Regions from separate parts of the Mus musculus genome. Here all the other regions are linked to region 2. The links are chromatin contacts, called in public HiChIP or PLAC-seq and promoter capture Hi-C maps. All regions are on one chromosome and are shown on one strand. Each heading gives the region's core, a stretch centred on a gene start, on an enhancer-like site or on the middle of the called end of the contact. The rest is flanking DNA. Distances are from core to core; before and after follow the strand shown.

Region 1 (2,752 bases), core at 187-2,686, 840 kb before region 2:
ACCATGCAGCACACCTCTGGGCTAAGTTATCCTCCCCAGTCACAGGCTGACTCCAGAGAGACGGACAGAGACAGACAGACACACAGAGACAGAGAGAGCAGGAGGGAGGGAGGGAGGGAGCCATGCCCACATGCACCCCTGGAACTCACCAATTACAATTACGCAAATTTCCCTGGGATCTGGCTAGAAGTGTGAGCCCAGATTTTAAGTTTTGACAACCCAGGAGCAGTTCTGGCCATGAAGACATTACAGGGAAGGGAGTTCCAGCATTCACTGTGTGCTCGGCATTCCAAACCCTCCTGGGTCCTTTGTCACCCCATAGCCCTTCCAGGAGAAGCCACCAGTGGGGATGAGGCCCTTCCGATAGTGGGCACTGGCACTGGATCTCCTAAAGCAGGGAGGAACCTCTTAGGACGTGAAGAGTGGGGGCTGGGAATGGCAGGATGTATCCAGGGGTAGGGGTGTCAGTGCATAGTGACCATCAGCGGGTAGAGCAAGGGGTGTGGGAGACGCCTCCTGTTTGGAGTAAAAGAACTACATAGGCTCCCTGGCTTGCCCAGTGGAAGCTGGCAAGGAGATATAGACTCCACCGCCTGAGCTCCGGGCTTTGGCCTCTCCTAGTCCGCTCTGGAGGCTCCCTGTCCTAGGGTTCAGCCCCAAGGCCCTGATTTGGGTGGGCAGGCGGCTGTCAGGGGCCAGAGCCCTGACTGATGCGTGCTGACGCCCCCTCTTGCCGCTGCGGGGACCCGGGAGACTTGGCTGCCTCTACGCACCCCCGCGGCAGCCTGCAGGCGTCGGGGGCGGGGACGGTGCCAGGCGCCCCTCACTCGGCCCCGCACCTGCGCGCCACTCCAATCTCTTGCGGCACTGTGGCGGGTCCGGCCTCGCTCCCTCCAGGAGCAGTCCCAGCGCGTCCGGTGAGTGCGCAGGGCAGTGTGCTAAGAGGTGGGAGTCGTCTGCGGCTGAGAGTGTCCCGCCTCCCGCGCCCAGCCCGGTCGGAGGTCGCTGCGTTTGGAAGCTCGCGCCGTGGCGCACGCGCTTCTCTGCCAACTTTGGTGGGCGCCTGCGAGTCGGCGTCGGGGAACGCGGGAGGAGGCGGCGGCGCCGTGGAGTTGCCGCCGCTTCTAGCTCTGGACCTCGGTTACCCCGCGGTGTTCGCAAGTAGGAAGTTTGACCCTTTGCCTGGCGCACATTTAGCAGACGCCGCAGGCTCGGTTCGGCGGACGCGGTAAGGTGAGCGGGCGGCACTTCCCGCGAAGTTGGGGCTCCGGCTCTGGACGGATGCATAGAAAGGGCTGCTTGTGATCCCAGCACCGTGAGGGCTCGTCAGGGCGGCGCCCGCAGCGGGGAGGCAAAAGAAAGGTGTTGGGGTCCCAGCTATCCTCTTCAGCTCCCGCGCTCATCCCTGTAGGACACTGAGTCTCAAGAGGGTCAACGGATAGGTGGGCTGGCCCTTCCAGCTATTAGTTTTCCAGACCAGGCACGCAGCCAGGGAACCCATGCCAGGTCATTAGTTGGGGTTGGGGCTGGGGCCGGGCAGGATGAGTGTGCCTTTGTGTATGTGGGGGCTAGTGTAGGGATGTGCCCTGTGTTGGACCAGTGCCCAGCATCCTCTGGGTCTTGGAGAGGTCAGCACCTCGGGTGCCTGGTCTGGAGGGAGGCACAGGAGGAGCCCCAACCCCTGGATCCAAGGCCCCAGAAGGACCACCTAGTCCGGGCTGGGAGGTTAGTTTAAGCGGTAGCACCAATCCGCACAGCTGTGTGGCTCCCAGGGCTGGGTGATCGATGGCCCCTGCACAGACGCCTCTGTTGCCTGAGCACACATGCCTATCTGTCATCACATCTTGCAGAAGGGGGGCGGGGGTGAGGTGGCGGGGGGGGGGGGCGGGATGCAGGCAGAAGAGACTGCTTGTATACATGCCAAGTCCAGGCTAGATCTGCAACCCTCCAGGGGGCCCCTGACCCTTTCCTGAGCCAGCATCCACCACCCAACCTTTGAGTCTCCCTCAATGTATGTTTGCTCAGTCATCTCTAGAGCCCAGGCTGGCCATGTGAACTCTGTGTGATTCCCAGCCTTCTGGCATGCACTGCTTTCCACCCATCTAGCTGTCTACCTAAGGGGTGCCCACCTGATCTTAGGTGGGACTAAAGGTGAATATCTATCATGGGCAAAGTGTAATGGCCAGCATGCAAGAGAGCTGAGTTCAGCAACTGCCTTCCGCTCCCGTCCCTGCTGTTCAAATCATGCGGCACATGTATGTCTGCATCCATGATGAGTTTGTGACCAAGTGTGAGTTACCAGTCATGTCTTCATGTGTTTTCGGGCATAGTCTGTAATGTAGGTATACTGTCGTGAAGAGGCACATCCATCCTGAGTGGGAAGTGGTGTGGATGTGCGTGTCCTTTGTGGCACACCCTGTGCCTGGTTAGCTCAACCATGCAGGAGCTGTTCCTTTAGGTGTAGAACAAGGATTCCTTGGGAATCTTGCACGCTTGTATGCACACACCCAAAGCCTATGTGCACACCCACCATACACAAGCTTGAGTGCTGGGAGAGTGGACAGCCCAGGTGGTGGCCCAGATGGAGTGAAGGGAGAAGTTTCTGAGCCAGTGTGCAGGACGTGAGGAGAAGAGGGTCTTGGCTGAGCACGGTCACTGCAGGCTCAGTCACTGACCTGCCTGAAGCCACCCAGATGGAGCTGGGTTGAGCAGGTGGCTGTGCCATGGGGCCATGCTGTGACATCCACTCCCC
Region 2 (2,700 bases), core at 19-2,518:
TATCATGAAAAAAAAAGAGGTGGCAGAGACAGCTGAGCAATTGGCAGGCCAAGCTACAAAAGGGACAGGACAGTCAGTTTTGTCATAGCTGAGGAAGCAGTAGCCAAGGCATCAGGGGAGTGCAGAAACTGAGACTGAATGAGGATAATTGACTAAACCAGAGAAGAGATGGCATAGCCTTGGATGCCAGATGAGTTCCAGAGAGCCAAGAGGTCTCAACCCTAGGCCAAGAATTTTAACACTGGCTGTCATTAAGAGCGAAGGTCTACACAAAAATTGTAAAGCTGTAGGGCTGAAGAGTCCCTACAATCACCAAATCTGCTTAGTGGAAGCTGCACCAGCCACAGGAAAGAGCCAAGGATTCCTGACCTACGTAAGAGCTAGAATACTTTTAGGGCTAAGGGTCCCAATGCCTCCAGTCCCCTAATACTAGGGGAGTCATCTGCCATCTCTCACTGAGGCCAAACATGGAGAAAAAAAAAAAAAAAAGAAAGCTACCATTTGAAGACCTTCTCTTTGACTAACCCCAGTTTTTATTTGTGTAGAGATCCTGGCTGGCTGATCGGTAACACTTCCATGGATGCTGGGAACTGAACTTGGGACCTTGGCAAGAGCCACACGTAATTTAACCTCTAAGATAATCGCTCTGGCCCCTGGTATGCTCTGCTAACTGCTAAGCCTTGAGTGGGCTCATTTCCTGCTCAGGAAGGGTAATTTTGCTTGATGATGTTGAATGAATACAGCTTGCTCAGATTTCCACCCACACCCAGTTCCGCTGAAATGTTGCTCCCTCAATGTATCTTCCAGATCAGGATGGTCAAGAAAAGTTCTGCCATGATGGAATGTTTCACACTGCTAAGTTCAGACGACAGTCAGGATCCCTGGGTGTTTACTCAGCTAGTGGTGTTTCATTTAGGGCAGTTTAGACGCAGTTTGCGTGTTCGCAGTAAACGTGCACCCTTGTGTACCACCAAATACATCAGCGCATCCGCATTACAACTTGGCCATATCCGCTGTTCCTGGCTTCCTTATTCTGTTTCCCTCAGGGCGCCTAGAGAGTTGATTAGTGCTCTAGAGTGGAAAGTCATCCGACCCAAGGCAGCATAGTGGGGTAATGTGCTGGGGAAAGTCTCTCCAGAATTAAGGAAAACAGAGACAGCAGTCACCAGGGGACCAATAGAGCGGACACGCCTACCGGAGTCCTGCCCTCAGGCCTTGCCCACCGTAGGCTCTTAGGCCACGCCTCTTCCTCCTCTTGCGCAGGCGCAGATGCTGCGGTCATCAGCGCGTTGGCGCGCCGCTGATTCGTCCCTAGCCACGCGTTTGTATCAGCCCCAGAAATTCTAAATATCCGTGCAGGTTTCACGTGAGCTCTGCGACTCGAATTCACAGCTGCCCTCAGCTGACACTGAATCTGGCGCGTGGTCCTGGTGCCGTGGCGAATCAGCGGCGCGCAAGAGGGAGCATGTGGCCTCGGCTCTGAAGCATGCTGGCCAGAGGAACCCTGTAGGAGTGGTTGGTCCAGTCGGGGCTGCAGTGTCCTGCCTTGCAGCATGGCCAGTTCCCATACGAGCCGAAGGCCTCGTGTTTAGGGGGCTGGGTGCTAACCTGGAGCTGCAGACGGAGGAGGAGTTTTAGTTATTGCACCCTGGCAAGCCACTCACTCATCCAACTATCAGTGGGTTTGACAGAGGAGACAGCCACAGTGCACCGGTGCAGTCCGGGACTGAAGCTCTGTCAGATCATCGGGCAGGCGGGAAACCCGGAAGAAGGACGGGAGAGCGTGAGTGAGATTGTGAGTGAAGCGCCTGGAAGCGCAGAAGTAAGTGCGTGTGTGTAGGGGGGTGGGGCCTGAGATTTGGAACCGGCCCAACTGTTTCCTCCCTTAACATCGTGGGTGCCATGGGAAGAATTCTTGACACTCTAACATGCTTTTCTCGGACCCTCAGCCCTGTTCTGCAGGATGGACCCAGCCCTGTCTGCTGTCCGGCTCACCGTCCAGGAAGCCATTCACATCCTTTCATCCTCAGAGGATGCTGGCCATATCCTTTCTACCCTGGGGACTCTGAAACGATACCTCGGTGGAACCGAGGATCCAGTTCTTCCTGAGGAGAAGGAGGAGTTTGCCACTGTCCACTTCTCAGCCGTCCTTAGATGTCTGGTCAGCAAGCTGAGCCCAGGTTGGCTGGAGCTGTCCCCCGGTGGCCAGCTGGAGCGGCTTTGGGAGAGCTTCTTCCTGGATGGCCCTCCAGACCAAGCCTTCCTGGTGCTGATGGAAGCCATTGAGAGCACTGCTGGGTGAGCAGTTAGTGAGCAACAGGGCGCCCAAGTTCTGAGAAGGTTCCCAACACCTTAAAACTGTAAGGGGAAGGACCCTGCATCTTAGCCTGGCCTCACTCCTTCTTGTTGAAGGCTGGGAGGAAGAATAGGGTTCCTTGCAGATCAGCACTCAGAGAGTCTCCACTGTCCCTAGCTGATGCCCTAAAGGTCACTTGTTGTCTTCTACTGGGCCCATTCTTTATTCTGTGGCACTTTCAGGATCATCAGGACATTTCAGGGTTTTTTTGTTTGTTTGTTTGTTTGTTTTTGTTTTTCGAGACAGGTTTCTCTGTGTAGCCCTGGCTGTCCTGGAACTCACTCTGTAGACCAGGCTGGTCTCGAACTCAGAAATCCACCTGGCTCTGCCTCCCAAGTGCTGGG
Region 3 (2,810 bases), core at 75-2,574, 950 kb before region 2:
TTATAACCTTTCATCTGCAGCCCCATTGCTTGGTCTGAGCCAGGAGGTGTGCATTCTCTACACACTGGTTCTATTTGGGCACACAAATGCTGGAAGTCATAAATATTTTTCTTAGTTTTGGCACACAACAGGAACACCTGGCTCCTCAGAAAACTGATCTTGACTGAGAACACCAAAGGACAGGTGGATACTTACCATGACACACTAAATAGAAAGGTTGGCACTCACTGGAACTGCATGTGAGAATGTTTGTCAGTCAAAGGGAATTTCCAGTCCTTGCATTAGATAGAGGGGACTTTATTCTTTCAATATATATATTCCTCACAAAAGCATTCAGTTCTTACAGGAAAATAGGACTACATTTTAGGGAGGGAGCACATCACCTTCCTTTTTCCCAGCTGCTGGAAGTCTCCTATAATATGCTGGGAGTTTTGCTTGGGGATGACTCAGTAGATTAGCTGGCTGTACACCTGGAAACGGAGTTCAGTTTTCAGCTTTTGCCAAAACTGCTTATGAAACCATACTTGTCCATGGTGCCCACGAGTGTACAATTGGTTCATAGTTTCCCCTGGCTAAATGGCTAAATTTAGTTCTTGACTAGATGCACCTCATTGCTTCCAACTGGCTTAGTCAACTGCTCCGCATCTCTGAGCACGACCCTTTGATGATGATAACGGCATTAGTTAGCAATAAAGAGATAAGCGCTGTTTATGTAATTTAAAAACATGTTCAGAGCAGGGTTGTTTGGGCCAGTCTACAATCCATGGCGGCAGGATTAGGAGTTAAAGGTAGCGTGGGCTGCACAAGTTCCTGTTTCAAAAAGATACCAAACAACATATCAAAGTAAAACAACATCTGTGCCTCTTTATTTTACTGTGCGCTCCTGTGGATGAATGTGTGAGCCCCTTAGATCCTGTCCTTGTGTGAGAGACTTTGGATAATTCCTTACCTGGTGGGGCAATTCGAGCGCTCCTTCGCTCCTACTTGCTGCCAATTAATATTCTGGTTTGTACCACCAGTTTGTGAAGGAGTCACACAGAAGGGACTAGCGGCTTCTTTTGGGATATGCGAATGTTTTGTTCCCGTTCAGCAATAGTTTTCCAAAACCTATTCTCGGGCGCCTCTTCCTGCGACAGAACACTTCACTCATCCCACTCGCGCAAATCGTACGGAAAACTCGAATTGGGCAGAGCACCGTCGCCCCTAAGCTGTGCCCTCTTCGAACTCACCTTTATAGCAATCCATGGGGGCGTGATCAGGTTACACGGCGTGCTGACGTCACGCGCGACGGAGGGCGGGCCGGCGCCGGCGCCGGCGTCCCTCACTGGGTTCCTAAGCTCAGGCGCTCTGGCTTCATCCTCCGCTGCCCGGCCGGTGCCTGTCTCCCACCGTCCACTCCCCGCCACTGGGTCCTTACATCATCCGGACTGTGCCGCTGCCATGGGCCCGCGCCAGCCGCGCTGCGGGGCCGGGAGCCGCTAAGGTGCGGTGCGAAGATGGGCGAGGGCGGAGCAGGGCCCGAGCGCCAGCCTCAGCAGTCCGGGCGCCCCGCGCGCGCCCGCCCGCGTCGCCGCGGGGATGCCCGCGCCCGCCGCCGCGCCCTGAGCGCCTTTGTCTGCCTTCCGCGCCTTTCGTATCATCCCTAGTTTAGCCGGCGCCGGATCATGGAGCTGTGCCAGCCGACCTCCCTGTCAGACCACGACCAGCCAGCGTCTGGGCCCCAGCGTGGGGTCATGGGGCTGGTGGGGCCCGACGCTCCTCGCGGCTGGTCAGAAGAGCCCGAGGAACACGCCCAGCTTCAACGGTGGCCAGAGGGACCCAACGCGCCAATCTGCTGGCCCGAGGAGGTAGAGGAGCCTCACGCTCCTAGTCGCTGGGCCAAAGAGCCCAATGCCCCTCGCTGCTCGTCCCAGGAGCCCGATGAATCCTGTCACTTGGCAGAGGAGCTGGAGGAATCCGACTCCCCTCGCTGCTGGCCCCAGGAGCCAGACACACCGTGCCACTTGGCCAAGGAGTTGGAGGAACCCGACGCCCCTCGCTGCCTGCCCCAGGAGCCCGACACACCGTGCTACTTGGCCAAAGAGCTAGAGGAACCCAACATCCCTCGGTGCTGGCCCCAGGAGCCCGACGTGCCGTGCCACTTGGCCAAGGAGCTAGAGGAACCCGACGCCCCTCGCTGCTGGCCCCAGGAACCAGACGCATTCTGTCACTTGCTCAAGGAGGTGGAGGAACCTGATGCCCTTCGCTGCTGGCTTCAAGGGCCAGACGCACCGTGCCACTTGGCCAAGGAACTGGAGGACCTCGACTCCCCTCGCTGCTGGCCCCAGGAGCCCGACGAATCCTGTCACTTGGCTAAGGAGCTGGAGGAACCAGACGCACCGTGCCACTTAGCCAAAGAGCTGGAGGAACCCGACGCCCCTCGCTGCTGGCCCCAGGAGCCCGACGTGCCCTGTCTCTTGGCCAAAAAGTGGGAGGAATCCGACGCACCGTGCCTCTTGACGGAGGAGCTGGAAGAGCCTGACGCCCTTCACTGCTGGCCCCAGGAGTCAGAGGCACCGTGTTTGTTGGCCAAGGAGCTAGAAGAGCCTGATGCCTCTCACAGCTGTCCTCAGGAGGCGGACACAGGGTGCCTCTCGGCCAAGGAGCCAGAGGAGCCTGATGTCTCTCACCTGTGGCAGGGGGTACCCGATGCACCGTGCCTCTTGGTCAAGGAACCAGAGGAGGCCGATGCACTTCACTGTTGTTGGCCCGAGGAATCCGAGGAGCCGGATGCTCTCAACCCACCGTGTTTCTGGGCCAATGAACCAGAC
Region 4 (2,891 bases), core at 371-2,870, 870 kb before region 2:
GAGATCTGCCTGCCTCTGCCTCCCAAGTGCAAGAGCTGTGATTAAAGGAGTGCACCATCTTGACCCACCCCTCTACTTTTTGAGACAAAACCTTGAACTTTCTAGCCCAGGTCAACTTTGAACTCATGACCCTCCTGCCTCAGTCTCCTTAGCAACTATGCAACTATACCTAAGCAACTATACCTTTGTAGCTGTGGCCCCAAAACTATGAGGAATAGTGTTGGGTCCCATCTGCTCAAGAGTCAGGGTGGTTGATCTATGGCTTCTGTCCCTGCAAAGCTCTCTCTGCCCTTCTTGACCTCTGCAGGGTGTCCTGTGGTCTGTGCACTCAACAGGGTGTCTGTCTTCTGGCCCATACTACACTAGCATAGATCAGGGCTCAGCCAACCTGGGATGATCCAGCTTTACCTGCTGTGTGATCATCTTACTTAGTGCAGTGATACATCATTGCACTAGTGATGACCCGTAGTGACCAGAGATACTGTCCTGGATCCAGCTTGGCCATTCTCCTGATCATGGGTATCACCTACTGATGAATGAGCAGTGACTTCACCACTGTCAGGGGGCTCAGGAAGACAGCCTCTGCTCCTCTCCTCTTGCCAAAATTTGGTGTCTTCCCCATTCAGGCATAGGTGTCCCCACAGCATCCTGAATTCAATGGCCAGTCTTTAGCTTTCTAGCTTCTGGAGCATGAATGATTTCCCAGAAACATTATCTGTAGTCTCTACTGAGCCAGACTCAGGTTTTCTGGGTCCGGGGGCAAATAGTACCCAATCTCTCACACAACATTCAGAGTGCCGGGTGTCCTTTTGCTATGTGCTATGTTTTTTTTTGTTTTTTGTTTTTGGTTTTTGGTTTTTGGTTGGTTTTTGGTTTGGTTTGTTTTGTTTTTTGAGACAGGGTTTCTCTGTATAGCCCTGGCTGTCCTGGAACTCACTTTGTAGACCAGACTGGCTTCGAACTCAGAAATCTGCCTGCCTCTGCCTCCCGAGTGCTGGGATTAAAGGCGTGGGCCACAACGCCCGGCTAGCAGCCTGATTCTTAGTTAGCTTTCAGTTGCAGAGGACAAGTGGCTGGAATTAAGTTAATTCGGGGGAGCCAAAGGGCTCTAATGGGAAATAGCTTGGGGGCTCTTGTGAACATAACTCAAAGGACTGCCTCAGATGCCAGTGTTTCTCTAGAAAAAGTGACGTGCCTATCTAGCACTCGAGTAAACACAGACCTCAGATGGAGTAACCTCGGAAGGAGCAGTGCCAGCACGGTTGCTGCTTCAGACCGTTGGGAAAGAAACCAGAAGTCGCTGGAAGAGGTAGAAAGCAGCCAAGGCAGCTAGGTTGGACTGTACCACCTACTGCCCCAACGCAGCAGACAACCGGTTCAGACCTTGTACAAAATCACGACCCAGACTCCCGACATCTCCCCTGGCGCAGTAACACTCGAACCCCGTGGACGCCTACCGGAGCCCAAAGCCCATCTTAAGGGGATCCTGGGAGCTGTAGTCCGTTCTCTTCCCGGATCCAGCGCGCCACATCAAACTAGCTTGGGAGTACCAACTGCATCCGTGAACTGAGCGTCTCCGGTCACGTTGGGAGGGCGAAATCTCAGGGAAAGAGTAGAGGGTAGGACCATTCATGGACTACAATTCCCGGCGTGCCTTGAGCCGCGTCGCTCTGCCCTGTGGGAGCCGTAGTCCCGGCTCCGGGTTCCCAGTGCCGCGTGCGCCCCTGACGCGCTGTAGCCTCGGGCCCCGGCTGGGCGCCACGCTACGGAAGCAGCGTAAGGCGTAGCGGGTAGGCCGGGCGGGACGGCGGGCGCTAGCTACGGAGGCGTTTGTAAGGTTGCCGGGCCGAGACGGATCTTCGCGGCCAAAACGCGCTAAGCCGGCGGAGCATCGCGGCTGGCGCGAAGGGGCCCTTGGTGCCCTCCGGTCGAAGTTGTGGGTCAACCGACTGAGGGCCGGCACTAGGGCCGCGCCCGCCTAGACCGATCGCGAGCGCTGAGGAGGCGCCGCCGGCTCGCTAAGGTGAGTTCCACGGTAGGCGGCCGGCCAGACGGCCTAGGACTCGTAGAGCTCGGCCTCAGGGCATCAGCCGGGATGCTCCATGTTTGTCCTGGGAGCAGTAGCCTGGCTTGTGGTGAGCGGGAAGGGGAGGGGGAAGCGCGCCGGAGGTGTGGGTCACTCGAGGCCAGCCTAGGAACCTCAGACGCAGGCGACCCTCGGTGCCTGCCTGTCCTTGAGTGCCCTCTTGTCCGGGGCTAAGCGTTGGCCCACTGTACGAAGGTATAGGTCGTGGGGGCACTGTCTGCAGAAACCTGCAGCTGCCTGGGGCGGCAGCAAGAGTAAAGCGTCCTGTGTGCCCCCTCATCCCACACTTCTGTTTTTGCGGGCCTGTCAGCAGGCCGAGAAAGTTACAGAGCAGCCCCTTGACAGCTGCGGGATTTTCTTTTTGTTTTCTGAAAAAGGGGCCCTTCCACGTCTGATTTGGGAACCCTGTTGTGTGGCCAGATGGTCCTTGCTAGGCTGGCTCTTAGGGTCCCTGAGTACAGATACTGAAACAGGACCGCGAAACACCTAGCCTCGAAAACAGGATAGATACCTCCTGAGTTTCAGGAGAACCTGAGAGCCTACCTGAGTGTTTGCTGCTGACCCTGCAGTTCAGCAATAAATCAGGAAGAACTGCTACTCAGTAAGAAACTGTGAGATTACCCCTCCAGTGGCAATTTCCCCTTTCCCAGTCTGGAGAACTGCAAGTCACAGATGTGGAGCTTGCCTCTTGAGTTTCTCCCTGCTTCCAGAGTCTAGCTGTCAGGGATGCGCTCAGGACCACAGTTCTGCAGTCTAGGGCAATTGTGTCTTGCTGAACAGTAGCTTGCCTCCATGGGGTAGTAGA
Region 5 (2,840 bases), core at 293-2,792, 760 kb before region 2:
CTGTAGGGAGGGACGGGGCTATGGTTGTGGGAACTGCCTGATAAGCAGCAGCCTGACCTGGGAGCCTGACCCAGAGGCTGGGTACAATCAAGCATCACCTTTCCCCACCAGTCCTGTTGCTGTTGACAGAGACCTTTTCTCTGGAATCGCGATAGAATGGTATAGACTTTGAGGACCTGGATTGGCCTGCGTGCACACCATCAACACTACACTTGCTGCTGTGGACTCCACTATTCCTGGTTCTTTGTTCTTACTTCTTTGTACAGTAAATGTACTTCAGCAGTGAGCTTGTGTCTGGCTTCATCTGACTGTGGTTTGTTGGGGGTGGTAAGGGGTGTCTGGCGGTGTGTTCTGCCACATGCTCCAGCATGGCTTTGTGCCTGACAGAATGATCCCAGGCTTTGTTAACTTTCCCCGCAGCTGACCCTGCTGACCTGCAGCCATCCATCCACTGGGTTCACATTCCCAGCCACAAAGTAGCCAGGCCTGGTTACAAGCCACACTGTTTCCGGAGGTCAGATCTTGGCCAGGTTAGACAGAGCCTTTACTCATACATAGCCCAGGGCACATAGCTTACCACAACATGAAGGATATCTGTGAGTGGGACCTGGCGTTGGTGCCTTTAGCAGGAAAGCATCTAGCAGGTCATGGCCTCTGCAGGCCATGCTCACCCAGGGTTCTAGCTCATACACTGGAAGGCAAATCCCACTGAGTGGGATTGGACAGTTCACTTTAGAGTGGCCTCTGGCTCAGGTGTCACCTGCATTTTTCCTTAGTTGCATTCTGAGCCTGTGGCCTGGCAATCCCTGCCCCCTCAACACCACAAGCTGCCTCAACGACGGCTCTTTTGTAAGGCAGCAGACACTGGCGCCTGGTAGCCATCTCTTGATCTCCTGACCAGACCAGGCTCTTATTACCCTGCCTCCTGGGTCAGGAGGTCAGACAGAGGGTCACACAGACTTTTTCCTTCCTGTCTCTGAGAAAACCACTCCCTGGGGACCTCTGGAGCCACAGAAAGGGTTTGGAAAAGCAGATTCCAGGCAGGGCCTTTGTCTTGCCACCAGCTTTGATCTCCCTCCCCTCCCCCACGGTAGTGAAGCCCCTAGTTCAGTTAAAGAATGGATGCTGGCCTTCATGGTGGATGGTTGGGGCAAGGCTTGAATGTACTTAGATCCTCCCTGAGCAACACCGAGGATGCTTGCTCTTTGATAGGTGCACTTGGCCATCCCAGAGAGCCCCATGTGTCTCAGCCTGTGTGTGACCAGCTGGCTGGCTTCTCTTTGCTCTTGTTTACACTATGTATCAGTCATTGCCATGAGACTGTCTATGGCCAGTGCACATGGGTCACCTGCTTCCACCCAGATAAGATGGCCTTTTTATTTATTTTGTACCTGCCTTGCCCATTTGAAGGAACTGAGTGGCACAGACCCTAGCTAGAAGCCAGGAGCCCAGTTTTAGAGAAACTGGTACATCTGGGAGGATGAATCCTGCCGAGTTGTGCCCTCAGCTGGTGAGATGCCAAGACCTTTTTTTTTTTTTTTCTTTTTGAGACAGTATGTTCTTATGTGGCCAAACGGGCCTGGAATTTGCTATGTAGCTATGGGCTGGCCTCAATCTGGATCCTCCTGTGTCCCGCCTACCCAGTGCTGGGGTTACAAGTGTGTACCACAGATGCCAAGTACCCTAGGGGTTTCTTACTCCATGCCAGTGGGAAAGGTGCCTTACCTATAGTTATGACAGGTGTGGCCCTTGGCTGCCTTTGGAGAAAATCTAGTCTAATAGCTGGGGCTGGACTGGGTCCCTATCCAACCTCACTGAATAGGACACTGAAGAGCAGAGGACAAAAGCCGAAATTTACCAGCCCTGCCCCTCCTCCCTGAATAGAGGGTGGGAGGGTCTTTAAGGAGACTTTGATCCCTGTTGGGCTCCAGCTTGTAGAGGGAGGGGCTCAGGTTACAGCATCCCCCTCCCTGATTGAGCTGGCCCTTCTCCGCCCCTTGGTGACCCTAGTGGTCAGTTGCTCTGGGCTTCAGGGCCTCTGGCCCCTCCCCAGCCCTTCCTCTTCTTCTATTCCCAGTCCTATGCTGACCAGAGCCTGGGAGCCACCCACAGTGGTTGGGAGAGGGCCAGCCAGTATTTTGTGGACAGGTTCTGAGAGGCCCCAGAATAACTATTCAGGGTTCAGAGAAGAGCAGCATCACCTGTGAGCTCAAGCCTTGCGGGGTCCAAGAGTCCCAGGAGAGGGTCCTTTGAGGTAGGGGGTAGTGATCCTGGGCCCAGGACCCTATAGGGTGGATGCCTATAGGGAGTCTCAGCTGGTGGCCACACACTCCCACTCCCTGGCCCTGTGGTCCCCATGCCTGCCCCACAGCCATTCCTGCCTCTGCTCTTTGTCTTCGTGCTCATCCATCTGACCTCGGAGACCAACCTGCTGCCAGATCCCGGAAGCCATCCTGGCATGTGCCCCAACGAGCTCAGCCCCCACCTGTGGGTCGACGCCCAGAGCACCTGTGAGCGTGAGTGTACCGGGGACCAGGTGAGCACTGGCATTTCATGGGATCCTGGGCCCCACCCTAGTTCTTTCCTCAGTGGGGGGAGTAGACCCCAACCCTAGGAGTCTGCTTCCTCCAGGGTTCCTCCACACTCAATTTACCTGGATTTGTGGCCATGACCTGTATGTACATGGGGCTCAAAGGATACCCCTACCTTTTTGTCCTCTGAAGAACAAGAACATCTCCAATTCCCGGACTGACTGCAACCTCACCAATCCTGTCTCTCACGTGCCTGAGCACCACTTTTTTTCTTAAGTCATGTGGGCCCAGGCCTCTGACCTACCCCTG
Region 6 (2,700 bases), core at 148-2,647, 750 kb before region 2:
CCACCATGCTGCGATAACTAGGGTGATGAGGTCCTTGACCAGCTCATTTTGGAAATATGTAGTTTCAAGCTGTCTCATCTGAATCCACTACCTCTTTTTCTTGACAATGGCCAAAGTCAGACCCAAGACCCAGGTGATACTGGAGTGAGATATAGGAAAGAGTTTGTTTTCTCTGCCGATTAAAGAATTAAAAGGAAGAAATCTTGGTGATACTGGAGAAATCAAGGTCCCCTCTTGGGGTTCTTAAGTTTCATTAATATATGGATTTTAAACGGCCAGGCAGGAGGATCTCTGAGTTCAAGGCCAGCCTGCTCCCACATAGTGAGTTCTGGGACAGCCAGGACTACACAGAGATATTCTGTCTCAAAAAGACAGACAGAAAGAGACAAGAAAGAGAATGGCCACAAACAAGCTCAAGGACAAAACCAGACTGAAATAGAAGTTTGGGAATTTATTAGCCTTTAAAGGGAAAACCCCAAGGCAGGCAGCTATAAATGTTCTAAACTGCTGTGGGGGAAGGAAGAAGAAAAGCTTTGCTCTTAGAGATAAGGTCAGCTACCTTGCAGAAGGGCCTCTGAAGGGAATGGCTGGCCCAGGCCTTTAATCCCTGAACTACAGAGGCTGGAGCTGTGAGTTCAAAGTTATCCTGATCTACATAGCAAGTTCTAGGACAGCCAGGATTACATAGATTCCGTCTAAAAGGGAAAAAAAAAAGTTGAGCAAGGAACCCAGTGCATTAGTTAACAGGATTAATCCTTAGGAGAAGACAGAGCATGTCTGGGAGGCAAAGTCCATTCTCCACCAGGACTTAGCTGGAATAGAATCCTAGCCCTCGACTGCAGGACCTTCTCTCTCAAGCTGGAGGTCTGCTGTAGTATACTGGGAAAATGCCTCAAGGGTCTTTGGGTATATGTTGAACCTGTGGTGATGTGGTTATCTGAAAGCTGCACCCCAGTGGGCACAGGGACCTTACTCTCCTGAAGCAGGGAGACCCAGAGTACCCTGGATGCTGATCAGATACCTCCACACAGTTAGAAAGCAGAGATGAGGCCCAGCCTGGGTGGACCGTGGATGTGGACAGGTCTCAGCATGACCTTTCTGGCTCACATACAGAAAAAAAGGTTCAGCTCTCAAAACAAAACCGGAGGCCTCTGAGAGAGTCAGCGACCACGGCTACTTAGCACAGTTCCCTGCACAGTGCTGAGGCCCCGGCTGGGCGAGGCCGCAAAGCCCCAAGCAGGAGGCAACAGCGGTGGAAGTGGGCAGGGCGAGCCCACGCAAGACCTAGGGGCCTGCTAGGTGCCCAGGACCACGCAGCAGCGGGATATTTGTGCGTTGCTGCAGCGGCGACGGAAGTGACGCGCGTTGCCAGGAGGCTGTTGCTAGGCGCCGTGCTATGTGTTTTGCGTAAGACAGCGTCAGCTGAGGCGGGAAGCGCGAGCTGTAGCGCCATGGCCGGAGGTAGCGGCGCGCGCGAGACGCGCTGTCGTCAGGGCTCGCGTCCCGGGAGTCCCGGGTCCGAGGTCCCCGCCGCGTCAGTGACTGGACCTCGTGCAGAAGCCCGTCCCGCGGGCGGAGGTGGAGGGTCGCGGCGCGCTGCCCCAGATCGGTGCTCAGGCGGCGTCCCTTCTGCAGCCTGGCAGCACCCTTTCCTCAATGTATTCAGACATTTCAGGGTGGATGAGTGGAAACGGTCCAGCAAAGAGGGAGATGTGGCTGTGGTGACGGTACTGGCCGCGGGGTCCTTCCTGCTCCTGAGAAATCTCCCAGTGGGCACTGTGACTGTCCTCCAGTTTTGCGCCTGTTTGCAGCACCTCTCTCTTTCTAGGACAAGGTCCTGAAGAGCGCTGTGTATCGCATCCGTGGGTCTGTATCTGCCAGCAACTACATCCAGCTCCCCAGAACTAGCACCCAGTCTCTGGGGCTGACTGGGCGGTACCTGTATGTGCTTTTCCGGCCTGTGCCTACCAAGCACTTTGTCATCCACCTGGACGTGTCCACCGAGGTGCCCAGCTTGGAAGGAGGGCTGGGTGTCTATTGCTGCTTTCCCACCGTGCCATAATCTCCTTCTAATGGCCTCGCTCTGCCTCATAGGACGGCCAGGTCATCCGTGTGTCTTTCTCCAACCTCTTTAAGGAGTTCAAGTCCTCCACAACGTGGCTTCAGTTCCCCTTTGTCTTCGAGACTAAGACACCCAGGAGAGGTGGTGACATTTGGTCCAAGAGGGACGGCTTGAATGAAGGCCTAAAACGGGATGGTACAGGCCCAACTGGGCATGTGCTTCTGTGTGGCCCTGAGGATAGCTAGGGGATGGGGCTGAGAGGGGTTGCAACAAAATGGTAGGTGCTGACCTCGCACGTGTCCTGCAGACCTGGCAGGTGTAGCTCTTCCTCGTGCCCGCTGGACCTGCCTACAGCTGGACCTGCGTGACATCCTGATGTTCTACCTGGGCAGGCACTATAGTCATCTCAAGAGCATCAGGCTGTGTGCCAGCCTGCTAGTCAGAAACCTCTACACCAGTGATCTGTGCTTTGACCCTGGTGAGGCCCACACTTCATGCCCCATCCCAGTCAGAAGGCTAGAACCCTCCCGCTAGCTGGCAGATAAGAACCACTTACCAATTTCAGAGGAGAGCCATGCACCAGGGCTCCCAGCTCCAGGAAGAGCATTGGGGTGGGTTGGTTGGTGGAGTGGCAGATA
Region 7 (2,859 bases), core at 359-2,858, 800 kb before region 2:
AGGAAGTTTGTGTAAAAACTGTTCCAAGGTACAGTATATGTGTGACTGCAGCATGTGGAGGTATGTGGAGGTCAGAGGATAACTTTCAGAAGTCATTGCAGCCTTTCCCCCTGTTAAAATGGGCTTACACCAGGCCAGGTAGCTCTTGAACTGCTGGACAAATTCTCCTATCTTTACTTCCTTTCTTTCTTATTATAGGAGCCGGAGCTAGATGGAGATTACAGATGGTCAGTCACCGGAGGGAGATCGAACTCATACTGTTAGGCTTACAGTGCAAGAGCGTTGGTCCCAATCTATGTTTACGGTTTTTTTTGTTTTTTGTTTGGTTTGGTTTGGTTTTGGGTTTTTGAGACAGGGTTTCTCTGTATAGCCCTGGCTGTCCTGGAACTCACCCTGTAGACCAGGCTGGCTTCGAACTCAGAAATTCGCCTGCCTCTGCCTTCCGAGTGCTGGAATTAAAGGCGAGCGCCACCACGCCCGGCTTATGTTTTACGTTTTAAATTTTTTGCTATTTATGTGACTTGTGAATGCACTCTTAACCAAGAACGCTGTCCGTGGCCCTCCAGCCTTGGAGCTGGCCGACCGAGTGTGCACATGCAATGCGTTGCCCATCCTGGAGTTCACCGGGCCAACGCTGCTCAGTCGCTGGTCCAAGCCCTCAGGATCCGCTTTGGGAAGGATGTCCCCCACAAGAGACAGCTCAGAGGTGGACTTCAGCCGCCATCCTTGTGCCAAAACACTCAGTAGCGGCCCCGCCCACTCCGCAGCCAGGAGGAAGTCCCACCCCTTGGAACAGCCCACAAGGGAGAGAGGCTTGCCCCTCCAGGGCGAACACTAAGTGGCTGTCCCCGCCCTGCCCTCAGGGAAGGCGAGCCCCACAGTGTACGACGAACTTTGTTACTTCCCTTCTGGGTCTCTGTGAGAGCGGCCGGCCAACGCAGCTTGATAGATAACCTGCCCCCTTCCAACACCCTCCTCCCGGGACTCAGCTGAAGCAGGAGTTATCTCTACCCTTCCGCTTGTCCACGAGGGGGGAAGGGTAGACTTGTGTAATGTTTGACTCTTGATTGGCCCGAATTAGGAAAGGGGTGGGCCTAGGAGGTTATGATCGATGTTAGATGGCACAAATGCCTTAGCAGTAGTAGCCAATGGTGATGACGAGGGGGCGGGAGGCCAGGATGTTGCAGGTCGGTGCCCGGCTACTATGGCTCTGAGGCATCCTGCAGGAAGCAGTAGGGGTTGGGATGGACATGCAAGAGCAACCAATGATTTCGGAAAATCAGTGGGAAGTAGCCAATGGTCACAGCGAGGAGGCGGGGAAAAACGCCAGCCTCAGCAACACTGTGTACGAAATAGCGGGGACGGGACTTCAGTGATAGACAAGCATGTAGACCAACAGAAGTGAGAAAGAGGGTGGCAGCGGGCCAGTAGCAGTGGCGAGTGGGCAGGGCGGGGCGACCGTGGGCTGGGCGGCACCTTGTGTGGGGCGACGTGGGGGCGGGGCGACCGTGACGGCCAGGCTGCCAGGCCAATGGCCCGGAGAGGGCCGGCGGAGGGTGGCCAATGGCGGCGGCGCATCCGGGGGCGGGGCTGCGGGGCTGCGCGGTGCCGTGCGGGAAGCGGCGGGTGGCGGCGGCGGCAGCGGCGGCGGCGGCGGCTAGGAGGCTGAGGTGAAGCTGGCGGCAGCGGGGCGGGTGCACTGGGGGCGGTGGCCAGCGGGCGGGAGCATCAGCGTCCTGACCGCACGGCCGCTCACCAGCCTTCGCCCGCAGGTCTGGCGGCGGTGCCGTGGGCCGCGGTGCGGCGGGCGGGAGGATGGGCACCCAGGGCAGTCCAGTGAAGAGCTACGATTACCTGCTCAAGTTCCTGCTGGTGGGCGACAGCGACGTGGGCAAAGGCGAGATCCTGGAGAGCCTTCAGGACGGCGCAGCTGAATCCCCGTACGCCTACAGCAACGGTAGGCCGGGGTTGGCTGTGGGCGCGCGAGGTGGGAGCGGCCTGTCGCGGGAGCGGGCGGCCTCTGCGCGTGTCGCTGCGGTATCCTCTGGCCCTGCCTTGAGGAGCCGTCGGCAAGCGGGCGCGGGTCCTGGTGGCTACTAAGAAGTCACAGCAGCAGGTCTTTGGAGTCCATTAGGGCCTGGAATGGGCCGCGCGGCAGATACCGCACGACGGGCCCGGTGCTCACCGCACTGCCGCCGGAGGGGTTTGCTCAGAGACACCGCACCCTGTGCAGGGAGAAAATAGGTCTGCTGCGATGTGATTTTTGTTAACTTCCGGGTGCATGGCAAAAAATACACAAGGTAGATTGCATCACTGGCACTTGCCTGAGCTTGCCTCTTAATTTAGATATTTAAGGTAAAATCGTAGCTAACAGTGGGTGGGATTGGATCACAGGGGCTGCTGACTCCGGAGGAATTAATGTGCAGTGGGCCTGTCATCTTATATCACTGGACTAATTCTACCTTCCTGGTCGCTTCCCGAGTCCCTTTTACTCTGCTTTTTTACTTCATTCTCTGGGGTCTTGTTAGCCCTGTCTTACTGCTCTGAGTACTGGCGGTCTGGTAAATAACAGCTGAGTGTGTAGGTAAGACATCTACCACTCTTAGCAGTTAGGACTTGTCAAGGGTGATGACTGCCAGGACATCAGTGGAGGACCCTTCCTTTTGAACAGTAGCGCTGGATCTTCTCTGTAAGTCCTCCCCAAGCACCTCTCAGCTTCAGTTCACAGCAGGCATCTTCAGCGCAGGAAAGGAAGAGTCATGGTTTTACTTTGCAGGGTATGTGAAAAGACCTCTGCACAGCCAGGCAGCCTTGACTGGTATTTAACTGGGCGTCCCAGGGTGACAGCCCTGCTCAGAA

The links. Promoter capture Hi-C pulls out the DNA fragments that hold promoters and counts their contacts. HiChIP or PLAC-seq counts read pairs in DNA pulled down with a chosen protein or histone mark.
Region 1: a contact with region 2 is called in a promoter capture Hi-C map of neural stem cells. The contact joins the promoter of D630044L22Rik here to the promoter of Telo2 in region 2.
Region 3: a contact with region 2 is called in a promoter capture Hi-C map of embryonic stem cells, with 2.2 times the contacts expected there. The contact joins the promoter of Rab11fip3 here to the promoter of Telo2 in region 2. A contact is called at or near these places in 2 of 39 promoter capture datasets (embryonic stem cells and liver).
Region 4: a promoter capture Hi-C map of liver shows a contact between it and region 2, with 2.2 times the contacts expected there. The contact joins the promoter of Capn15 here to the promoter of Telo2 in region 2.
Region 5: a FOXA1 HiChIP or PLAC-seq map of pancreatic cancer cells shows a contact between it and region 2. The contact joins the promoter of Wfikkn1 here to the promoter of Telo2 in region 2. A contact is called at or near these places in 2 of 39 promoter capture datasets (both in liver) and 1 of 115 datasets of contacts at active chromatin or transcription factors (pancreatic cancer cells).
Region 6: a FOXA1 HiChIP or PLAC-seq map of pancreatic cancer cells shows a contact between it and region 2. The contact joins the promoter of Wdr90 here to the promoter of Telo2 in region 2. A contact is called at or near these places in 2 of 39 promoter capture datasets (embryonic stem cells and liver) and 1 of 115 datasets of contacts at active chromatin or transcription factors (pancreatic cancer cells).
Region 7: a contact with region 2 is called in an HNF4G HiChIP or PLAC-seq map of pancreatic cancer cells. The contact joins the promoter of Rab40c here to the promoter of Telo2 in region 2. A contact is called at or near these places in 1 of 484 Hi-C or Micro-C datasets (muscle stem cells), 2 of 115 datasets of contacts at active chromatin or transcription factors (astrocytes and pancreatic cancer cells) and 1 of 9 other capture datasets (liver).

Annotation. Positions count from the first base shown.
Region 1 is chr17:25,950,156-25,952,907 of GRCm38.p6, reverse strand. D630044L22Rik (RIKEN cDNA gene D630044L22 gene) reads right to left here and starts at 1,436. Exons shown (of 7, transcript NR_152187.1): 1 at 150-1,436. A930017K11Rik (RIKEN cDNA A930017K11 gene) reads left to right here and starts at 343. Exons shown (of 3, transcript NM_001358019.1): 1 at 343-917.
Region 2 is chr17:25,114,535-25,117,234 of GRCm38.p6, reverse strand. It overlaps Telo2 (telomere maintenance 2), which reads left to right and starts at 1,268. Exons shown (of 21, transcript NM_001163661.1): 1 at 1,268-1,822; 2 at 1,950-2,298. The coding sequence starts at 1,964.
Region 3 is chr17:26,068,032-26,070,841 of GRCm38.p6, reverse strand. It overlaps Rab11fip3 (RAB11 family interacting protein 3 (class II)), which reads left to right and starts at 1,324. Exons shown (of 14, transcript NM_001162868.2): 1 at 1,324-2,810. The coding sequence starts at 1,665.
Region 4 is chr17:25,984,603-25,987,493 of GRCm38.p6, reverse strand. Capn15 (calpain 15) reads left to right here and starts at 1,620. Exons shown (of 12, transcript NM_001347334.1): 1 at 1,620-2,023. 1700022N22Rik (RIKEN cDNA 1700022N22 gene) reads right to left here and starts at 1,664. Exons shown (of 2, transcript NR_166913.2): 1 at 1,458-1,664.
Region 5 is chr17:25,879,560-25,882,399 of GRCm38.p6, reverse strand. Wfikkn1 (WAP, FS, Ig, KU, and NTR-containing protein 1) reads left to right here and starts at 1,542. Exons shown (of 2, transcript NM_001100454.1): 1 at 1,542-2,536. The coding sequence starts at 2,357. Rab40c (Rab40C, member RAS oncogene family) reads left to right here. Exons shown (of 7, transcript NM_139154.2): 7 at 1-286.
Region 6 is chr17:25,860,212-25,862,911 of GRCm38.p6, reverse strand. Wdr90 (WD repeat domain 90) reads left to right here and starts at 1,397. Exons shown (of 41, transcript NM_001163766.1): 1 at 1,397-1,727; 2 at 1,829-2,005; 3 at 2,095-2,257; 4 at 2,370-2,540. The coding sequence starts at 1,452.
Region 7 is chr17:25,918,463-25,921,321 of GRCm38.p6, reverse strand. It overlaps Rab40c (Rab40C, member RAS oncogene family), which reads left to right and starts at 1,608. Exons shown (of 7, transcript NM_139154.2): 1 at 1,608-1,670; 2 at 1,773-1,957. The coding sequence starts at 1,816.